Regions from separate parts of the Rattus norvegicus genome. Here region 1 is linked to region 2. A link is a contact called in public Hi-C data. All regions are on one chromosome and are shown on one strand. Each heading gives the region's core, a stretch centred on a gene start, on an enhancer-like site or on the middle of the called end of the contact. The rest is flanking DNA. Distances are from core to core; before and after follow the strand shown. Region 1 holds the start of Nsg2 (neuronal vesicle trafficking associated 2). Region 2 has its middle 40 kb from the start of Il9r.

Evidence for each region. A called contact is a pair of places that touch in the nucleus more often than the background predicts.
Region 1: a contact with region 2 is called in a Hi-C map of kidney, with 6 times the contacts expected there. The contact joins the promoter of Nsg2 here to the enhancer-like site in region 2. A contact is called at or near these places in 9 of 12 Hi-C or Micro-C datasets (the A7r5 cell line, Schwann cells, frontal cortex and 5 more) and 1 of 1 datasets of contacts at active chromatin or transcription factors (oligodendrocytes).

The regions. Positions count from the first base shown.
Region 1 is chr10:16,161,393-16,167,655 of GRCr8, reverse strand. It overlaps Nsg2 (neuronal vesicle trafficking associated 2), which reads left to right and starts at 1,741. Exons shown (of 5, transcript NM_001034152.1): 1 at 1,741-1,853; 2 at 2,716-2,871. The coding sequence starts at 2,743. It overlaps LOC120095055 (a long non-coding RNA gene), which reads right to left and starts at 4,869. Exons shown (of 3, transcript XR_005490078.2): 1 at 4,582-4,869; 2 at 3,115-3,284; 3 at 607-1,044.
Region 2 is chr10:15,972,712-15,979,033 of GRCr8, reverse strand. No RefSeq gene overlaps it. Among named protein-coding and RNA genes, the nearest start is that of Il9r, 40 kb to the right of the region's middle. Within about 2 kb of position 3,288, at least 2 of the 93 cell types and tissues checked have an H3K27ac peak or open chromatin away from gene starts, as enhancers often do.

The sequences.
Region 1 (6,263 bases), core at 492-2,991, 190 kb before region 2:
TCCACAGTCTGCTCTATAGATGTCTTATATATTGCACACATGGAAAACGTCATCAAACGGTGTGATCGTATTTGTTTTCAACCCTCGATGATTTGTTTTTTTTAATGCCAGAATGATTCTATTTCATTTGGAACCCATCAGTCTTGTTCTCCAACAAGGTAAGAATCCAGCACGCCATCCCTTCCAGCTTGTCTTCTAACCTCATAGGTCACCGAGCCTGGCTTTCCCCCTGCCTCCAGACAAACCCCTTTCTGGAGCTTGCTAAACTCTAGGGACCTCCAGCTTGAAAAGTGTAGCTTTTCCTTGTCAATCAGTCATGGGATTTCTTTGTCTTTTGGGGCAGCAGCGTTAGGATTGGTTATTGATGTTCACAAGTGAACATGTGGTTGTTGATTCTACTGTGCTGGCCTCAGGCCGTGCTTGAACCTGGCGGTCATTTAGGTCTTTGGAGAGGAAGGGAAGGAAATCCAATATTTCTTAGAATACTCCCCTCTCACACCTTTTAACACCGCCCTGTGCGGTGCTGATAGATGGCAGCCTTCATCGTCTCAAAAACCCTTACACCCATTTCATTTCTACACAGTACAGACGACACACACTCTCCTGTGCCTTTTAACACGTGGACACTAGGTAGGGTGATTTATTTTTTCACACGTACAAATGTTTTTAAATTGACGTGGGGAGGGTGCTCAATCCCAGGACAGATGGGTCGTGGACCTCATAGACAGCACTGCTGCTGAGCAGTGACTTGAGCCACAGCCGGGAGAAATCACTGGCAATGGACTCGAACCATCCCTGTGGTTGACATAGGCATTCGGAGCATCCCTCACAAGCCATAGGTGTCTCCATGGGTATATTCTCTTTCCGTAGTCCCTGCCATTTTGCAATGGAAGTGTTGTCATCCTCCATCATAGGCAAGGTAACAGAAGCTCAGAGAGTGGCTGCATATGTACCAGAGCCACACAGCCATTAGGTAGAGTTGGCACTGCCCCTCCACTCCTTCTTACTCTGGACATCAGAATGCGTGTCATTTAATGTCTTGTCCTAGATATGGATTTTGGGGACAAGAGTACGGGTTCAAATCCCAGCTCTGGTCTTTCCCGTTCTGTGACCTTACCTGACCTGGGCAAACTTGGGGGAATTGTGAGCCACACAGGTCAAGCCTGTGCAGTGCGTCACACTGTCTGAGCTTTGTGCAGGTGTGTCCACACTGAGTGCCACTCCATTTCCCCGCCATTGTTAGAAACCACAGTTTACAGAAGAGGCAGACGCTTGGAAGAGACCAGGAAGGTGTTAACTGCACAGGACATGGAAAATAACCACCAGTTTACTTTCTCTTCTAACCCCAGAGCAGGTGTTTTGAGCCATTCTGTTTTACAGTATTGTTAGGGAAGTCTCAGTAAGAGGTGAGCCCTTCCCCTTTAAAAAAAAAAATAGTGCCTGCTTTTTCAGTTTCCCCCAAAGACTCCAGAATCGCATTTTACATAATTGTAAAAAAAATTTTTTTTTTATAAACCACATTAGTGTTTTTGGAATAGCCAAAAATCCCTTCCACTTTTTTTGAAACCGTTTGTCCTATGCAGGGGTTGTGGCCATGCATGAGAAACAGCAGGTGGTGCCAGATGACAGGTGGTGTGGGAGCCGTCCCCGGTGGGAGGCGCGAGCAAGCGAGCAGGCTGGCAGCTGCCAGATCTTCTCTGCGCGCTGGCGCCTCGTTCTCAGAAGCTCCGGATCCAGGCACGCGAGGGCTGCTTTTTCGGCACCACGTTCTGGCTGAGGAGGGAGGACTCCTGTTTGTCCTCCTCCTCTACATATTGGCTTGACTCTGCTCTGACCCCCACCAGTGCCGCGCAGTAAGTAGGCATTTGTTTTTGTTGTAACCACTCCCCAGCACCCTCCCAGCCCTTACCACCCTGTCATCCCCACAACAACTCTGTTTGTCTAATTACGTCCCACCAGCAGGATTGACAGGAGAAATTCAGTTGTACCGGGCTTTTGAGGGTGCGGTGAAAGCAGTCCTTGACTTCAAAGGGAACCGGAGGGAAATAAATGCGATCTGTTTATTTAGTTGGCAATCTTGCAGTATGGGGGCTGCTAACTTTCCATGGGTGGGAAAAAGCCCTGGCTGTTGAGGGAATGGAGGTATTTCATGGTTGAATAAGGAGATCAGGTTCAAGCCAGCCTCTTTCTGATGTAGAAACCTGGATCTCACGTACAATCTACATATTATGTAAAAAGAGAGAGAGAAGTGTGTCTTGAGAGATATTGAATGTATTCGATTGTGTTTTAGAGATTGGGGGGGGGGAGGCAAAATAGCTATGTGGGTGGTGAGGGGAAATGTATCTTACTGCAGGGGGCCCAGAATAATGGAGTTTCCTTTTGTGCTAAGAACAAGCTTGCCAGTGGGGCTCTAGGGATATGTTAGCCACTGTGTCTTGGTATTTTTTTTTAAGCTCATTTTTTTTTTAAATGAAGGTCTGAGGTTTTTTGTTTTTTTTTTCCCTGCTCCCTAATTTGAGGGTTGGTGAACTCAGTGGGCAGTTAGCACATTTTGATGATTAATGAAGTTTCTCTGGACAATGGGAACCATGTCAGGAAATCTAGTGGGAGATTGACGGCTATCACCAGGTCGAATACTGCTGGAGTTGAGCTATCTTAGAGCATCACCAGCCCCATGCATTCCTGCTGTAACCAGAATCCCGATGCTTGCCTTAGGTCTGGGAAAAAAAAAACAGCAGAAGCATGGTGAAGCTGAATGGCAACCCTGGAGAGAAGGGAGCCAAGCCGCCTTCCGTGGAGGACGGCTTCCAGACCGTCCCTCTCATCACGCCCTTGGAGGTTAATCATTTACAGCTGTCTGCTCCCGAGAAGGTAACGGTGATCTTCCTTCCCTTGTCCCCCAGAACCCAGACTACTGTAACCCAGGAACCCAAGAAGCAAAAGATTTCATTCCCTCAAACCCTTTCATCCTTCAAGCCACCAAGCAGGCTCCCTGCCTTGGAAAACATTGTATCCAGAGATAAGACACTTCCTGTGCTATTGCAGATTTATGGTGTTTGCTGATAATCTGCATATATGGGCAAGCAAATTAATGTTCCCTTGTTAGGATCTTACCATGACAGATGAATAGATATAAGCTTCTATGCAGTGATGAAGGGGGGAGAAAGGCTTGTCTTAATTTTCTTGAGGTGTTTTGGAAATCGATTGGTATAGATAGGAAGGCAGGGAATTGGACTCGATCCAGCAGCTGTCAGTTCACACCTTTCCTCTTTGCTAGGAGTTGGCTATAAAAAAAAATAAAGTTTAAAAATCCCTTCTTCAGAGGAACCCAGTGCATGGTGGTAAATGCTGGACCCAAGCATCACAATGAGTGGGGAGGGGTAGGAGAGGGAAGGCAGGATGGGTGAGCTGCAGAGGAGAATATCCAAGTTGGAGTTGTGAAGGTGAGTCAAAGCTGTACGAGTTTGGAGCGGAGGGAAAAAAAAGGTATTTAAGGCAAAGGTGGAAGAGAATGCGCCTTCGGACACGGTGGCTGCAGGAGGATGACTGGGAAGCAGCCTCTGGCTGATGCCACATCAATGGAGGTGGCAGTGGGGTGTCATCCCACAGACATAAGTAGGAGAGAATGCGTAAGGTCTGCCTGAGGGAGCAAAGGATTTAGGGGATGAGCTATTGCACGTCATCTGAGAGGTTTGCAGGGGGAAAGCTCCTGCTCCCGAGCTGGGGACGGGAACAATGGATCATCCCATCCGCTCGATGTTTTCCATTGGCATCTCCAGGAGGGCATTGTGTGTCTTAACCACTTGGTTCCATCCAATCAATGAAGAGGAACTAAATCGAGATAAGGAGCTGGCTGATTGGCTGGGGCTGAGTCATTTGTTTTGAAAGCAGAGAGGTTTTTAACAGAAGAATGTGTCAGGGTGGGTGGTAGGAATAGAGTTGTTGAGCTACCCTCAGAAACTAATAAAGCCTTTAAAAATGAGCTTCCAGCAAGCAGTTGCTGCTAAGGAGACATGAAGAGATGGTATCGAGAACTCGCCTCGGGCACATCAGACACACTCGGTGTTTGTTTTGAACTTCATGTTGAAAACACAAGGCGATTTAGAAACTCCCGTTATTGAAGTCACCCCCAGCCCCAGAGCAATTCTGTCAGAACCTCTGGAGTGAGATCCGGTCATCAGCATAGGTGCAGTCTCCCCAAATGACCCCCATGTGTGGCCACAGTTGAGTAACTCCGTTTCAGACCCATAACACACCTGCAAGTCTGGGATTGGAAATTCGCGTGATAAGCCAACGTTTGGATGGTCCAAAGGCACGGAAAGACCAACTGAAAATGTTTGGACCTGGATGCAGGTGTAAGTGTAGTTTGTGAAGGAAAAATATTGTCTTGTGGTTCTGCAATTTGGCAGCACATGCGCACATCTGAGAGGCGTGTGATGAAGAGAGACAATGGAGGTCACCTCCTCCAAACCTCCCACACAGTTCCGGGCTATCTAGAGAGTGGTGTGCCGTCTCTGGCTTTACTCTCTTAATTCCTTCTGAGAGTTTTCTTCTCTCCCTGAGCAAACAACCCAGACGTACCCGGAAGTCACTCCAACGCCAGCATAGTCAGCCGTCTCATAGCGCATGCCTAAAGATGTACCGAGGCCCTGCAGGGTCATGCCGCGCACTCCCCGTGGTTCTCCTGGGTGGGTGTTGGTTTCCCCTTCTGTGGAGCAAAGAGGCTCATACATCAGGTTGTCGGAACAAAATCAGATGTGGCATCAGATGTGAAGTGGCTCAAAGCCAAAAATAGAATAAGAGTAATTAAGATGTTCAAGTGCCTTTTAAAATGTCGAGTGTGTGTACCACCCCTCCCCACACACACACACCTCGAGCGCATACGCAAACACACCACATGTACACTGGAGCACGCGCACACACCCAAACACACGCGCGCGCGCGCGCACATGCACATACAGTTTTTTATTTCAGTCTCTCACTAGTGAACAGAACCTGGTAAAGAAGTGGCTATTTTGACCAGGTGTTTAAAGAAATTGAAACATAGAATGGTAATGTAACTCCTCAAAACAAAGTTGGTGAGGAGACGCCCTGGATAAGAAGCTGGGCAGTGTTGTTCCAGAACCTTCCACCTTGGGAACTGGTCTGACACTGCACAGGTTTGATCTCTGTTTCTGACTCAGTCAGTGCCCCGCAATATGGATCGATTCTCTCTGAGGTCCCAGTGTTGTCTGAGAGAGAAACTGTCTTAGTAGTTTTCTGTGCTGATAACGCTTAGATTTTACTTGTTCAAACTTTTCAGGGCAGGAGGTCAGACCTAGTACAGTATACAGGGTAGGCGAGTGCTTGACCACTGAGTTATCTCTCCATGATTTTATGGTCTTTACAAGAACAAACACAGTGCTCCCCCTGGCAGCAGAGCAAATGTGTTGAAGGTGAATTCTAGCCCAGAGACCAGTTTCCCTAAGTGATGGCTATCAGCGTGGACTGGGAAGAAATGGTTTTAGCTGGGTTTAAACCCTTGTTTCTGTTTCTGCTGGAATCCCCTTACCTACGTGCTCTGATGAGTTTGTTTCTTCCTTCCTCCCTCCCCCTCTCTCTCTCTCTCTCTCTCTCTCTCTCTCTCTCTTTCCGTTCTTGTTTTGCTTTTCTTTTGAGACATAGTCTCCCTCTCCCTCTCCCTCTCCCTCTCCCTCTCCCTCTCCCTCTCCCTCTCCCTCTCCCTCTCCCTCTCCCTCTCCCTCTCCCTCTCCCCCCTCTCCCTCTCCTCCCTCTCCCTTCCCCCTCTCCCTCTCCCTTCCCCCTCTCCCTCTCCCTTTCCCCTCTCCCTCTCCCTCTCCCTCTCCCTTCCCCCTCTCCCTCTCCCTCTCCCTCTCCCTCTCCCTCTCCCTCTCCCTCTCCCTTCCCCCTCTCCCTCTCCCTTCCGCCTCTCCCTCTCCCTTCCCCCTCTCCTCTGGCTGCCCTGGAACTCACTATGTAGACCAGGCTGGCTGGCGGATCACAGAGGTGCACCCGTTCCTGCTTCCCAAGTGCTGGGGTTAGAGTTGTACGCTACCATGCCAGGCTCCCTGATGAGTTCCTTAACCCACCTCAGACTTGACCCCCTTGCATGTAAAGTGGAGATAGCACTGGAATTCTCTGGGGGCTATGAGAGAGGGGGTGAAGCGAGCCCTTTGATTAGGTCCCAGTGGGACAGGGTTTGAAGCTAAGATAGTATCAGGAAGGTCATGTGTGCCCTTGTGAAATCATGGTTTTCCCTTTGG
Region 2 (6,322 bases), core at 2,039-4,538:
CGGGTGCTCTTAACCGCCAAGCCATCTCTCCAGCCCGGGACTTTAGTTTAATAATGAAGTATTCCAGAAACAGTGATGCAGCCACGCCCTTCGAACTTTTTTCTTTTTAATCCTTTAACGGGATTATAGATGGCAGGTTTCCAGATGGCTGAGTTCTCTAAAATCAGGACAAATGTTTCTACCTATAGCGTGCTTTCCTGTGGTATGTCATAGCCGCTTGAAGGTCTCAGTAATATGCGTGAGAATGTAAATCAGCCGTTCCGTGAAATCCAAGAGTTCTGCCGACACAGGGCTATCGAAATTCTCTGGCGATCATATTCCCTGACGTAAAATGTCAGAGTGTTTACACATAACCTAAATACATCTTCTTGTGCATCTTTAATCATCTCTAGGTGACCTGATGCACCCCATAAAATGTAAATAGTTGGTATACTGCATCGCAGGTGGGGTGGCGATGGGGGAAATCTGCACGTGTTCAAAAGAGGTGTGCTTTTCTTTTTCTTTTTTTTCAAACGTTTCTCCTCATTGTGGGTTGGGCCTGTGGCTGTCTCTAGAGGGCGACTGGAATTGTTATCAGCCGGGTGAACAGCACTGGTGGGAAGCTGCATGTCCAATTATAGGGGGAAAGAGGGCAAAAAGGTTCCAGGATGAAGGCAGGACCCTGAGAAACTTCCTGGGGAGAAGCATGAAAGGCTCCTCCCTGCTGGGGCCTAGTTCTCCCCACTCCTGCCCTGTAAAAAAGACATGACAACATTTCTCCTTTGCAGGGAAGTATGAGGTGACATGAGGGAACGCACACAGCAGTGGTTTCCAGGAAGGAGAACAGCTCCACGCAGAGCTGAATCCAGGGTGAGGTGTGGTGCCTGCCGGGCCACCGGAGAGGGAGCTCACCTATGCTGAACTCCTAGTTGCCTTGTCCCCTGTGCACCTAGCTCTGGTACCCATGTGAAAAATTCACTACCGGACTTTCCAGGCCAGGAGAAACGCCATTGCTAGAGAACAGGCTGCAGAGATCCTCTAAGGCTCTGGGAACCTGCCCAGGCTTAGCCACAGGAACAATCCGGAATCAGACGTGCTGCAGAGGTGATGTAGTCAGTCATGGCGCAAGAGGTGATGATGGCGGACTGAGGGTGGCGTCCATAATCAGACTTTCCCAGCCCCCTGTAGTCAGTAATACATGAGTCGTGGGCCCTGACCATTCTCCAGATGTTGGAAGTCCAGGTGCCCCCCGAAATTCTCCAAGTTCCCTCTGATACGGGATTGCTCAGCTCTGCATTTGCGTGTTACACTTGACACTGTCAAAAGCAATCACAGCAGAGTGGGAGGCCTAGACTGTGGGGAAGGCTGTGCAGAGGGACCGAGCAGTGGCCAGTGATGCCTGGTTCTGTGTGTAGGAGGAAAAAGGAGGAGTGGGCAGAGCCATGAGTTAACCCTGCCTGAAAGACGAAAAGCTACTTCTTTGCTTTGTGAGAGGAGGAAGGCAGCCAAGGGAGAGGGGCGCTAAGGCACTAGCGACATACGGGTGCTGACACAGGCCCACCGCGCCCAAGGCGACCGTGCGCGCGCGCATGCTCTGCCCCCTGGTGGCGAGGCCGCTCTGTGCACACAGCCCGCGGCTCCTTTGTTCTGCGGCTACCGCTGCTTCTTATCACAACGTTTTCTGCGGTATCTGGGCAGGCAGGTCTGGGTGACTGCTGTGCCGGGAGCGTGTGCTAGAGCCCGTGAACCCGAGTTCCAATCCCCACTCGTTCCTCGTTGGCTCCAAGACCCCCCAAGTCGCCTCAGTTTCGCTTTCATCAAGAGCACAGGCTGGTGGAGCAGGCAGGGAAATTGTTGTGAGAAGCCGTACTCCACCCAGTCACCGGGCCATTGGTGAGCCAGAGTGTAGCATTTTAGAGGGTATCTGGGGATGAGGAACACAGGATACCACCCTCCCGCCCACTGCCAGTCACGCCTCTGGCTCCTCTGCCTCCTTCCTTCTTGCTTTGGAAGTCAACTTAGTAAACAAACAGCACAATTTGTCGATTGAGGACGCTCCTGGGACCTCACTGAACCTCCAAACACTGTTTCTAAACAATGCCATACTCTTGGGCAGACGTTAAAACTGTGGCATCTCTTTCCTTTGGCTTGCATCGTCGGAAGTGCGTGGAGGTGGGCTTGCCTTCACCTCTCTCCAGAGACAGATCCGCCACTAATCCACCCTGAAACCATCATTTTCTTCTCTAATTCAGTCATTTTAAGTTCTATTCTGACACGGGAGGGTGGGACGGTGAAAGAGAGAAAGATAGGAAGGGAGCGAATCCTCCCTGGGACTGACAGTGCAGAATCCCTCAGGCCTAACGAACTGGGGAAAACGTACATTCTGACCTCTGAGGCCAGAATTCTGGCATCAGTGCAGGTGAGCCAGGTCCTTCTGGAGCTCTTCTCCCCAACTCACCGTTGGCACCATCTCCCGTACCCCTCATGTCTGCCCTGCCTCCTGGCACTGTGGGCTATTCTCCTGTCCTCACGAGGACACCAGTAATGTTAAATAGAGACTTGACCGACTCTTTTTAATTTAGCTGCCTGCTTGAAGGACTTGTCTGTAAATGCAACCACATTTTGAGCTGCCAAGATAAGAAGAACTTCAACAGAGTACATTTTGCTGGGGCATGGCTTAGCCCGTACAGGAAGGGGGAAGGAAGGAAAGGGGAGTGAGGAGAAGAGACAGAATCCACATTATCTAGTGTTGCCTCTTGCTGGCGTTTGTATGACGGGGCTCAGGAACCAAAAATCTTTATCTGTAAGCATAATTGGGAACGTCAATGTCAGGAAATTCCTAAGGAATATTTGGGTTTTATCCCATCTCGAAAGTGATTCCCTGGGTTCATTCACACTCTGACCAATGAAATTCACTTTCCATCCCATATTAGCTCTGCCATCCCCACACTGTCCCCTCCCCCCCCCCTTACTGATGTCGGTGTCTTGCCTTGACTGAGCAGGAAACCTCTGATGTGGGAGAAAACCACACATCCCTTCTTCAGGAGGCCTGTCTGCAGTGTAGTGGACAAAGCTGGGGTTTAGAGAGCCCTGGGTGTGAGTCCAGGGTCTGCCATCTTAAAGCTGCGCCTGATTCTGGACTTGGAGTTGAACCACAACATCTCCCTTTGGTGAAATTGCCTTTGCAATGCCTGTTCTTTAAAACTAGGTCAAGGGTGCTGCTGGCGGTGGCACACGCTGGTAATCCCAGCACTCGAGAGACAGAGGCAGGTGGATAAGTTTAAGGCCATAAGTGTAAGGCCAACTTGATCTACTGAGCCAGAGCTACACAGAGAAACCCTATCTGGGAAAACCAAACAGGGCTCCTCCCCTTCCCCCCAGGGCTGTTGGCTACTGGCCCTTGGAGACAGAGGGAGCAGAGTTTCAGATGACAGTCTTATCTCTGGGATCAGCTAGGAATATCCAGAGAGGTCAAAGGTCACTGGCTAAAGGCTAAGATACCCAGACGCTTCATTAGCATGTGAAGGCATTCTATGAATGAGGCTTGCTGAAAGGGTTTCTTATCAGGAGAAAGGGAGTCGTACCTATAATTTCCCCAAGGGCTATGTGACATTCCTTAGATAAGAGGTAAGAGGTCTGAGTCTCTGGGACAGAGAAGAGACAAAGGGAATCCACCATTTTGCACCAAGCACAGGCCTTTTCTAGGCTATGATTAAATTTAATGAAGTCAGACTAAAGAAATAGCTCGATGAATAAGAGTACAACGTACTGCTCTCTCTCCCAGAAAACCAAGTTCAGTTTCCACCATCCAACTGCCTGGACCCTCAGCTCTCGGGAGTCTGACGCCCTCTTCTGGCCTCTTCAGGCAACTACAGATAACCACACAGACAGACACACACACACACACAAACATATCATTAAAATTAAAATGAATCTTTTTGAATTAAAAAACTATCTAAATTAAATGAAATTCCTTATGGCCCAAGAGCCTGACCCAGAAAGGCCTAAATAAGTGTCAGTCTGTGTGGTGGGTGACACGGCCTCTGTAGCCTGCATAGAGTTTGGAATTTATTTGAGCTCCAGTCACAGCCGTCTTCTCCACCCCGGTGCTCACCAGCAGAACCATATTGCAGGTGGGCCTACTGTTTAGAGTCACCCTGGCAGTGGGTGGGTTCGGGGCTCAGAGTTAAGACATTGAAAGTCAATAGCTTCTATGTTGCAGTTAGCCCCATACTTGTGGACAAGAGGATTCACTCTCTTGCCTCAATTCCCCACAAGGGCAGCGTGCCCTCTGCAATGGAGAGGAAAACTGACGTTTCTCAAGTGTCCCTCAGGGCTGAGTGAGATTGAGTCTGCTATGAGCAGGGAGGGAACTGAGGCTGGCACGGAAACGCTCCCACAGATCAGAGACCGAGATCTGATATTGGAACCCAGGAATGACTCTGGTGAGATTTTTTTTTTTTTTTGGTTCTTTTTTTTTTTTTTTTTTCGGAGCTGGGGACCGAACCCAGAGCCTTACGCTTCCTAGGCAAGCGCTCTACCACTGAGCTAAATCCCCAACCCCTCTGGTGAGATTTTTGATTCCCACCAACCAACAAGCCTGCTTCTGAGAGGAGAACAGAGCCTCCCTGATATCCCTTTACCTTCCCATGTCAAAGTTCTCTGACCCAACTCCAGCCACCAGAGATTAGGAAATGAATGGGAAAGCAAGAAGTCTATGGGACACACACACACACACACACACACACTCACACTCACACTCACACACACACACACACACACACACTCTCTCACACACACACACACACACAGAGGTGGGGTGGCAAGGTGAGTTTTGAAGAAAATGGTTCTAGAGAAAAAACTTTGACCCAAATCCCTTGACACTGAGCCAGGCTTTTCCAGCATTTATCACAAGTTAGTAGGGAAATATCTGTTCATTCATTCATTCATTCATTCATTCATTCATTCGACCCTCTGTTGACTCCCTTGCTTAAATTATATTAACTAAATTTACTAGTAGCACCATGCAGGGGACTAAAGAAAGGGTTTGGAGGGAAGCAGAAACCAGTCTCAGCTTTCATGGGAGAGGGAGACAAAGCAAAAGCGGGCTCTGGTCTATCCAGTAGCAGTGACTGCTGGAAACAATGTAGCGGAAAAGCAAAACGGAGAGCCTCCAGGGACTGCAGGAATACCCTGAGGGTTTGTGTGTGTCAGGGGCAAAAGATCAACTCTGTCACCTTAGTCTCAGAAGAGACTGAAAACAGTTCCCCCAGCCTGTCTCTGCCGGCTTGGTAGGCACTGTGGCACGGATAGGAATAAATGTGAATAAATGGCCGTGGGCAGATGTGCAGAGCCTTTGCGAGGATGCAGATTTTACTCATGCAAAGCAGAAGCCCCTGGAGAGGACCAAGAGCACAGGAATCCGACTGTGACCTTTAAAGGATAAAATCATCAGCTTCATGGCCATTGCAGCCAGGAGGCCCCAAGATGCCGATCTACATCTGTATATAATGTGGCTTGCTGGGGCAGTCGCTGTCTATGCTGGTCATGCGTTAGCAAGTGGAGCCACTGTCTCTGATGCTGACTGGTTGATACCGGTGGGGGAGGACATCAAGGATGGGCATCAGCACTCTGGATAGTGTCTCTGGCTTTTGCGTGTATCTGGTTCAACCATGAGGAGATTGATACAGAGAACCACAAATGATCAAATCAGCATAGAGAATAAAAGGCTACAGGGTGTTCATCCCCAAATGGGACATCCATGTCACACCCTTTGTCCCTAAGGTTCAGGGAACATCGTAGAAGAGGGGGTGGAAAGACTGTAAGAGGCAGAGGTTGGAGGGAAAGTTGTAAAACAAATCCTTTCTGGACTTGATAGGCAATTGCTCTCACAAACTCCTGACGGCTGTGACTCCCTACACAAGATCTGCACAGCATCAGCCTGGTAGACACTCGAGCATGGATGGAAGGCATCTCACAAGCTCCCACTCCCAGGTGAGAAGCCAGAGAATTGACAGCCACCAGGGGAGAAAGTCAGCTTTGTTCAAGGGTATGGCCCGTGGCATGTTGTCCTGCTATAGGGACAGTCCTACATCCATATGCATCCGCATGTGTACAGGTGACCTAACTGGACCCAAGAAAGGGTGTGTGGTTAGAGAGGAATAAAAAATTGTGTTTGAGTAAAGTAAAATACATTCTGTAGGAAGGAAAAAATTAGCAATATTGTCTGGAAAGATGGCTCAGGAGCTAAGAGCACTGACTGCTCTTCCACAGAACCTGAGTTCAAATCCCAGCAAGTGCATTAGGTGACTCCTAACTGCCAGTAACTCCAGCTCCAGAGAAT